Linked DNA regions of Rattus norvegicus: region 1 is linked to region 2. Evidence: chromatin contacts called from public Hi-C data. All regions are on one chromosome and are shown on one strand. Each heading gives the region's core, a stretch centred on a gene start, on an enhancer-like site or on the middle of the called end of the contact. The rest is flanking DNA. Distances are from core to core; before and after follow the strand shown. Region 1 overlaps LOC120097757 (a long non-coding RNA gene). Region 2 has its middle 100 kb from the start of Jcad.

The links. Hi-C and Micro-C count contacts between places; a contact is called where the count stands out from the background.
Region 1: a contact with region 2 is called in a Hi-C map of liver, with 5 times the contacts expected there. The contact joins two enhancer-like sites. A contact is called at or near these places in 6 of 12 Hi-C or Micro-C datasets (the A7r5 cell line, frontal cortex, kidney and 2 more).

Annotation. Positions count from the first base shown.
Region 1 is chr17:57,989,536-57,994,446 of GRCr8, forward strand. LOC120097757 (a long non-coding RNA gene) reads left to right here. Exons shown (of 2, transcript XR_010059477.1): 2 at 1-4,911. Among named protein-coding and RNA genes, the nearest start is that of Mtpap, 45 kb to the right of the region's middle. Within about 2 kb of position 3,331, at least 3 of the 93 cell types and tissues checked have an H3K27ac peak or open chromatin away from gene starts, as enhancers often do.
Region 2 is chr17:57,928,405-57,932,820 of GRCr8, forward strand. No RefSeq gene overlaps it. Among named protein-coding and RNA genes, the nearest start is that of Jcad, 100 kb to the left of the region's middle. Within about 2 kb of position 2,842, at least 39 of the 93 cell types and tissues checked have an H3K27ac peak or open chromatin away from gene starts, as enhancers often do.

The DNA of each region.
Region 1 (4,911 bases), core at 2,081-4,580, 62 kb after region 2:
CACACTTAAAATATTTATAGAGTTGCATTAATCTAAGACATCTGTAGTGAGTTCAGTAGATTAATACTTTGTAGACTGAGGAATGTGTTTAATTTCTTCATATTTAGTAACTTTTTGTTTCACTTTATAGATATGTCCACACAAAGCAAACTAAAATCTTAAAAATCAAAAACAAAGACACTGTTCTTCTCCAGCAATAACTTTGGCATACTGCTTTGTTTTATCTTGTTGGTGATTGATGGTACTGATGATGGTTTTCTGAGACAAGGTTATATTACATGACACATATAACATATGTCATCTTATAACATATATGACATCTCAGGCTGGCTTCATACTTACTATGCATCTCCAGTTGGTATGGACTCCATAATTCTCCTGCTTCAGCCTTTCAGGTACTAGCACATGTGCTATGCTGTCATGGTCAACTGAGATGTCTGATGTCTGGGTTTCGTTTTGTGTGTGAGGTATTTTTTTTGTTTTATTTATGTTATCTGTATGAGTGTTTTGCTGAAAGCATGCGTGTGTACCATGTGTGTGCTTGGTGCTTGCAGAGGTCAAGAGAATGTATCAGGTCCCCTGGAATTAGAGGTAGACATGCTTGAACCACCATATGGGTGCTAGGAACAGAACCCTAGTTCTCTGCAAAGCAGTACGTGTTCTTAACCATTAAACTGTCTCTCCAACCCCTGAGAAGCCTGGTTTTGATTCCTATTTTCATATATTCAGAAACACTGTGACGTCGTACTACATCTGTGGTAACTAAGGCTCAGCTACCCACCACAGATGCTATGGGACACCTGAAATGCAATCAGTCTGCATGTGAAGTTCTATAAGAGTAAAACACATACAAGATTTCAACAACTATTTAAAAAAAACAACTGTGTGCAAATCATTGACTTTTTAAATTAACCGTGTGTTTGAGATGTTAATATTTGGTATATGATTTGGTTAGTGTCTTAGTTGCTGTTCTATTGCTGTGAAGAAACACCATGATCAAGGTAGTTTATTAAAGAAAGCATCCACTTGGGACTTACTTTCAGTTTCAGAAGCATTAGTTTGGGATCATTATGACAGACAGGTGAGGTGCCAGGCAGGCATGGTTCAAGAGCAGCAGCTTAAAGCTTGCATCCTGATCCATAGCAGAGAGGGAGGAGGAAGAGATAGGGAGGCTGGCATGGGCTTTAGAAACCTCAAAACTCACTTCCTGTGACACACCTCCTCCAACAAGGCCACACCTTCCTAATCCTTCTAAAACAGGTCCATCAATTTGGGATCAAGCATTCAAATATCCCTTGCCCAGGAAACTTCTATGAACCATGAAGAAAATTGCTCTTTCCTACAGCTGAGTTCTAATAGTTTCTACACAGGCATGCATAGTGTAAATGCTATTTTTTAAAAATGAGTTTATTTATTATTTGACAATTATACAAAAATATATGTCCTTTTGTCCTGTTTGCCCCTCATTGCTCCCTCATTCTCTTTCCACTCCCTCTGAACATATCCTTATTTCTAATATGTCTCCCTCCTATTTTTTCTTTTTAATATCAACAAGGTAATTTTAAAATTTTTGCATATGAGTGCATATTGTGCCATTGTGTATATATGCATGTTTTCATGTGTATGGGATGCACACATCATGGGGTACACCCACATATGTGTAGAGAATAGAGCTTGATAGCAGAGTCTTCCTTACCTGTTCACCTTACATATTGGAGCTGAGTCTCTCTCTTGAACCTAGAGCTTACTGATTTGGTTGGCCCAGCTAGCTAGCTTGCCTCAGGGATTTGTGTCGCAGTCTCCTGGGTGTTGAAATTATAAAGTGAGTCGCAATGCCTGATTGTCATTTACGTGTCTTTTAATGAGCTCTGGAAATCCGAACTCCCAATAGTCACTCTTGCACAGCAAGTGATTTTCCACTGTGCCATCCACTCGTGTCCCCACCTAAGTTTAGTAAGGGGTGCTTACATAAGCATGGGTATGGGGTATTATAAATTTACCAGTGGCCACACCACTGAAGAAAACAGCACCCCTAAGACCCCAGCAACCATTAGCTGCCAATAGCTCCATGGGACTAGAGACAGCCCAGGCTCTTACGTTCTTCCTGCCCTTTTGTCCAGGGTGTTTCCTGAGCCTGAAGGAAGTGTCTCCTGTTCAGGACTGAGCTCTCAACACTCACTTATTCTCAGCACTTTGGCCAGTTATGAGTTTCTACATTAACTGCTGCCCATTGCAGAAGGCAGCTTCCCCAGCCAGGTCTCCAAGCATCAGTTATCTCTGGGCTCACACACACCACTCTAATTTCCTTGTTCTTTCTACATGCCCCTACCTCGGGAGCTATTCATCTAGCAAAACTGGGCTACACTTGATAAAAAATCTTGAGTTTAGAAATCTCTTCCATATTTAATGTTTAAAGCAGTGTTTTCTCAGTTTCCAAGCTTTTCTTTTCTTGCCTAAGTTCCTTGGCTAGAACTTCAGGGGTCACAGTCTACAGAAGAGCTAAGAGCAGACATCCTGGTCTTAGTCTGATCTAAGAAAGAGACTCGGTATTTCTGTGCCAAATGTTAGCTGTGCTTGGGGCTTGTCACACACAGCACTTCTCAGATTATATTCCTTCTAGTCCGCTAACTGAGAGCTTTCATAATGAGTAGGTGGATGGATGCATAATTCATTTCTCTGTTTTACTCTGACTTTAAAATGTAAAATGTCATATTTCTAGAATAAATACCATTTATATACAATGTGATAACAGCATAGACTCTATCAGTTAAGTATCCATAATTATCAAATTTGAAATATAAAGTGTTCTAAATCTGAAACTTTTAGAAAGCCACAAAGTATTTAAAAGGTTTGTTTTGAGTTTGGGAGCTATTGAGATGGCTCAGTAGATAAAGGCTTATCCCCAAGCCTGACCACCCAAATTCAATGTCTGAAACCCATACGTCAGATAGAGAGGACAAATTTCCCAAAGTTGTTCTCTGCAGACATGCCATTCATATGTGCATGTATTCACATCTCTCTCTCTCTCTCTCTCTCTCTCTCTCTCTCTCTCTCTCTCTCTTCCTCTCTAAATGTAAAAAAAAGTTTTAGACTTTATGGTATCAGATGCATGAATAATATTGCACCATATCCAAGTTGAGATTAATCTCAGGGCTATGTCCTCTGGCTAATACTTAAAACTTTATAAACATATTTTCATATGATCAAGATTAAGCACCCAGAAAACAAGGAAATGTTAACCTGAACATAAAAGCCACAAAGGACACAGCCCTCACAATAGGGCAAGCCACCCTCCATCCCTGAAACTACAAGTAAAACCAGATGCCGGCCAATGCCATGCCTTCTGTGGACCACTTGAGAGCTGCAGGCCTAGAGAGTGAGCTGGGTATCAAACTGCCTTTGTAGTGTGCCTGGTGCATAGCAAAGTCGATCAAATCTCCAAGTAACAGAATTTCAAAACCAAATTTCAACTCAAAAATTGAAAATGTAGTTTCATATACAAGGACTTTACAAATATGATGAAAATGTAACATACCTATAAATAAACCTTTTTGAAGCCCTGAAGAGAGAAAATTATTTTTCTTAGCTTTTGTTTTGTATTAAAGAATAAACAAAGTTAGGCTAGATAATAAGCTATCCTTGGATAGAAAGACTCAATATCCTAGAGATGTCAGATTCCTCAATCCAGTGCAGCCTGGACCACAGCCATAACTAAGGCCCATGTAAATCTTAACCTAACCTGCACAGGTACCCACTGGACTCCACTCAGCAGTCATGGAACCACGGGGTCTGGGGAAAGAAGAAAAGCAGACCACCGACCCCCACAGGCAACTCTGAATGCTCTGTTAGTCCAGACACAAAGTCCTGGAGTCATTCTGCACCATCAGCTGTTACAGACAACAACAATGTCCCCTGCGGTGGACCTGTGAGACTTCAGGCCTGTCTGTGGCCTGGCCTGTCAGCCTCATCTGAAGCAGCAGATTCAGTCCATTCTGTAATCAATTGAAAGGTTTGAGGTACAGGTCTGGAGCCTCTGTGCTATTTTCTTGCCAGCTCCTCCCGGGACTTGTGTGTCATGCTGCCTGTTTTAGCATGTACTATTTTTAATGGTTCTCTATTATAAAAAAATATAGTGCTAAAATATTAATATGGCCAGGAATATGGCTTAGCAGGCAAAGCCTAACAACCTGTTTGACTTTCCAGCCCCACATACTGGCAGAAGAAAACCAGCTTCCCCAAGTCGTCCTTTGATCTCCACACACATAAGATAAGAACATGTCTAAAAATGGCTTGTTATAGACCTTAACATGCTGATCCTTAAAATGGTATGAAAGAACAAAGGGGCAAAACTAGTCAAGATCTCTTGACAAACAAGATTGGGCAGTGAGAGGATTAACTTAGACTGTAAGTGTGATGGGCTTTAGAATGACCATGGACACAAACCTCTGAGTGCATCTGTTGGGGGAGCTAATTGAAGTAGGAAAACCTTCCCTAACTGTGGGGAGCACCATTTCGTATACTGGAATCCTAAGCTGAGCGAAAAGGAGCAAGCGAGCTAAGCATCAGCATGCATCTCTCGGCTCCTGACAGCAGACGCAGGGAGCAGATCAAGCTCCTGCCCGCCATGATGTCTCCGCCATGATGTCGCTGAGAACTGAACAAAGCCTCCTTAGGTTGCTTTTGTTATGTGTTCCATCACGATAAGAGCAGCAACTGAAAGAGGGAATCGATAAGAAAGCTGATTCCATTTTTAAATTTTGACTGCCAAGAGCTTTCAAGCCTCAGCCTTTCTCCTTGAATGCTACTTTTGCCGTGCTGGTAGACTCTAAAAGCCACGTAAGCTTCTCGCCATACATTAGCTCTCCATCACTGTGACAAAACCCGACCGTGACGTAAGGGGGAAGCTTTGCT
Region 2 (4,416 bases), core at 1,592-4,091:
TGCTTGTTCTCCCCTTTGGCAGTGTGGTGTGGGGATGATTTGGGGGACTGGTGGTTTGGTGGGTACTAGATAGTTATGTCAACTCAAGCTAAAGGCACCTTAGAGGACGGAATTTGAATTGAGAAAACACTTCCATAAGATCTGGTTGTAGGCAAGCCTGTAGGGCATTTTCTTAGTGATTGATGGGGGAGGGGCCAGCCCACTGTGGGTGGTGCCAGCCCTGCCTTGTGGTCCTGGGTTCTATAAGAAACTAGGCCTCGCAAGCCATGGGGGAGCAAGTCAGTAAGCAGCACCCTTCTATGGCCTATATGCATCAGCTCCTCCTTCTAGGTTCCTGCCTTGTCTAAGTTCCTGTTCTGACTTCCTTCAATGATGAACAGTGATGTGGAAGTGTAAGCCAAATAAATTCTTTCCTCCCCAAGTTGCTTTTGGTCATGGTGTTTCCCCACAGCACTAGTAACACTAGCATGGACAGAGGGCAAGGCATGGGACAAGCTCTTTATTTACTCAGCTTCCTGGAGATCAGCGCTCTGTGGGGAAGAGAGCTTAAGGAAAGCAGAGTCTGGTGCTGCATGGAAACAGGGCAGCCTGTCCCACCCAGGTCTTCCTGAACAGAGTCACAGTGTTCAACCCTGGGCTCAGGGAATCCCTATGCTACACTAAGTCTGCCATCAGTCCAACAAAAGCAAGGGGCATCGCAAACCAAAGAGTGGGCCCTGACAGGTCACCATAGGGCTCCAAAGGTCCATGTGACTTGATAAATCAGGAGAGCAGCAGTTCTCTGCCACAAGTGCTTCCTCCTCTCATCTCTATACAGGGCACTTGTTTTGACATTTACCAGTTATCTTGCTGTTTAAGACATAGTAAACGTGGACTGTAATTTTTCATTTTAAAAGATTTTTTTAAATTGTGTGTGGGTCTGTGTGTGGGTGTGTGTATAGGAGTGTCTGTGTCTAGAGACAGAAGATATTGGACCCTCAGAGCTGGAGTTATAGGTGGTTCTGAGCTACCCAACATGGGTATGGAGAACTGAACTCAAGCCCTCTGCAAGAACAATATAGGCAATTTATTTATGTTTATTTATTTATATTTATGTGTCTTGCCTACATGTATGCCTGCACGTGGCACACCTGGCATCCTCAGAGGCCAGAAAAAGGCATGGACTCCCTTGAAGTAGAATCACAGATGTTTGTGGATTGCCATGGAGGCCCTGGAAATCCAACCAGGATCCTTTGGAAGAGGAGCCAGTGCTCTGAACGGCTGAGCCATATCTCCAGCCTCTCCTCATTTTTGAGATAAAACCCAGTGGAGCTGGTTGAAGATGCTGTGTGCTCATTAGACCATCTGAGTATGATCGTTGTGTATGAATGAACCAATCGAGATCATCTGGAGCAGATTGGGAAATCTAGGAATTTAAAATACAATGTTTTTTGTCTTTGGAGTTACAGTTAACTCATCTAGGTGCTTAAACCATTCGGCAAGTCCAGTTCCGATGGGTTAAAGGTGAGCAGGAACTAAATGAGCCATTTGCCATTCCGTGGGTCCTAGTGGCCACTCATGTGACTGTAGTCACAAGGTAGGTATTTCAGTTCAGTGATCGGGCCACGCAGTAGAGAGGAAAGACAGCAAGTTATGTACAGTTCTATAAACAATGCACATTTAGCTAGGGGTCACCTTGCAATGAGTATTATTCAAACATGTATGTCCTGTATGTTCACCAACTCCATTCTCCAAACAAAAGAAAGAAGTAAGAAGTAGGAAGCACTATTATTACCTCCATTGTACACATAAGAAAACTGGGGCGTGGAGAGGTGAGTTACTTTTCTCAAGCCATGGCACTTAGTGAGGCCTCTTACCCCAATGAGCAAGGCCCCCAACTTCTGGCATTGTCCACATTGTTTATTGATGGACTCTAATCAATTCGTGAAGCTGATTCACTTGACTGGATGTGTGCTGCCACCCTGAGGAGGATTCACAGCCTGGCTGGATGGTTGAGAACCTTGAGAAACCAGGAATCCCAGAGAGAATGTGCAGCTAGGTCTGTGTCTGCTTAAGGACTAAGCTGTAAAGAGGGTGAGCTTCTCGATTCTGCTCGGTGGCAGTGACCAACCTAGGGCCACTTGCCAGGTCAAGGGGAGGGGCTGGCAGGCCCTCGGTCCTTCCTGTCACTCCTGTGGGCCTGGCCAGATCACCTGCTGAGTGTCCAGCCACCTTACATGGCACCATTTCGTCTTCTCTTCAAACCCCATTACTTCATTTGGACAAGTACTGCCTTAGGAGTTGTCACAATGCCCACCGAAGTCCCCAAACTCTGGCAGCCCCAGTAGACCTAGGCTTTCCCCCATAGAGCGGCCCAGCAGCCCAGCCTCTCTCCAGTGTCTCTTCATCCTACCAAGACACAGCTGTAATAACTGCAAGATCTGGACACTGAGACCCAACTCAGCCGGCCCTGCCTGGCCAGGTGCAGCCTCAGTTAACAAAGAAAACAGAACGGGAGCCTGATTTTCCCAGCTGCCCGAGAGGGGAAATGAAGCCGGCTCTGTGAATCATACAATGCCATGCGAACAATTCAAGGAAGGAACCGTTCAAAGGAAGTGACCAAAATAACCCAGAGGACCACTGCCTGCTGGGGAACAGAGAACATGGAAGCCCATATCTCTACCACATGGGGCCAGGACACATTTCAAAAAGCAACAAGAGTTCTCCCAGAGAGGGGAAACTGCTGCTTGTAAATGTTTACTGATGTAAAGTCTGTTAACAGCCAGGCCCAGGAAGGAATGGTTCTGGAGGGGTAGATAGAGCACTGGTGCCGGGGGTTGGCTGGCTTGGTGTGAGTCAGTCTTTGGCTGTGTCCATATCGGGTGGTCAGAAGCTTGGTGCTGAGCATGGACAGACAGATGATGGCCTAGAAGTGAATGTGTGCCTCTCCCCTGCCCCAGAGGTAGCTTAGGAAGTTACCACTGCCAGGGGCCCGGCGGGCAGGTGCTTCTCAGCAGCAGGAGGGCTTCAGACCATGCCCTGACTGTGTGGTGCTCCAGAGGAAGCAGAGAGACCTGACTGAGTAAAGCCACTAGGACCTGAGCGGCTTCCCTCTCCCTCCACCTAGTGGAGTCAGTTCTAAAACCCTCTGTGCGTTTTAAAGACAGCAAGAGTCAGTTAACTCAACCCAGAGCCCAGGAGAGGCATCTCTGTCACACTCCTTATTCTTGCCTTCAAAGGACTCAAACGTGTTTACAAAGAGAGCACGAGAGTTCTCTGTGTTTATTTAAAAGTGCAGACTTTAATAAACAGGCTCTTTTTTAAAAGAGTCCAAAGAACGCGCAGGGGAACCAATCTTCTCCCTTTGTTTTTGGCATCAGTCAAAACATAGCACGCCCCTTGGCTTCGGCTTAAATGAGTTTTGTTTCTTCACCAAAGTTCACCGTTTATAAAATACATTTGAGTGTTGACTTTGATCCCCTCACAGGCGCAGCTTGAGGTTGGTTCAAAGTTCTGTATCGTTAAACACAACCACATGTGACCGGGGCGGTTCGTGTGTACCAGCTGCCAACATCTACACTGGAAACAGGAGAGGTAGGTGAGGCCAAGATTGAGGGTGTGCCCTCCCTCCAAGCCTTCAGGAGAGTCTCGCTCCTGCAGACCTATTCCCATCAGACACTTTCACCCTGGGCAGAGTTGGGTAAACTCTGGTTTGCCAGAGAGACTATGCTGAAAGAGAAAGGTTTGCTACACAATTCTGACAGCCTGAACTGACTCTCTGAAACTCATGGTAAGAAGGAACTGACTCCTGATGTCCTCTGACCTCCACATATGAACCATGACGAATAAATGCCTACTATACACACACACACACACACACACACACACACACACACACACATTAAATAAATTAATAAATAAAATAATTAAAAATAATCCAATAAAAATGGAACCGATCCAATGGCATTAATACTAATAATCTTAGCAGTTAGGAGCATCCAGAGTCTAAGGCCGTTCATTCTTAGCTACAAAGTGAGTTTAAGGCCAGCCTGGGCTACATGACTCCATCTCAAAAAACCCCAAAACAAGCAAATAGAAAGTCAACCTAATTAAAGTAAAATAATTAAATGTAAAATCTCATATTCCTTAGTTATAAGATACTGGAAGTATAGGCATTTAAAGTCCGTGTGTGTGCATGTGTGCATATGCATGCATGTGTGTACATATTCACTCGTGTACATCAATATAGACAGGAAGTCAGGGGAGCAGATAAAAGGATGAAGGTAGATGGGTATAATCTCAAACTCACCCTAAAATAGATGAGCGAACTAAAACTTTAGACTTGGTGGTGCACTTCTATAACCCTAGCATGAAAGAAGGAGACGCAAGAAGACCAGGCGTTCATGACAGACCTTGGCTATCTAGCACAATTCTGCC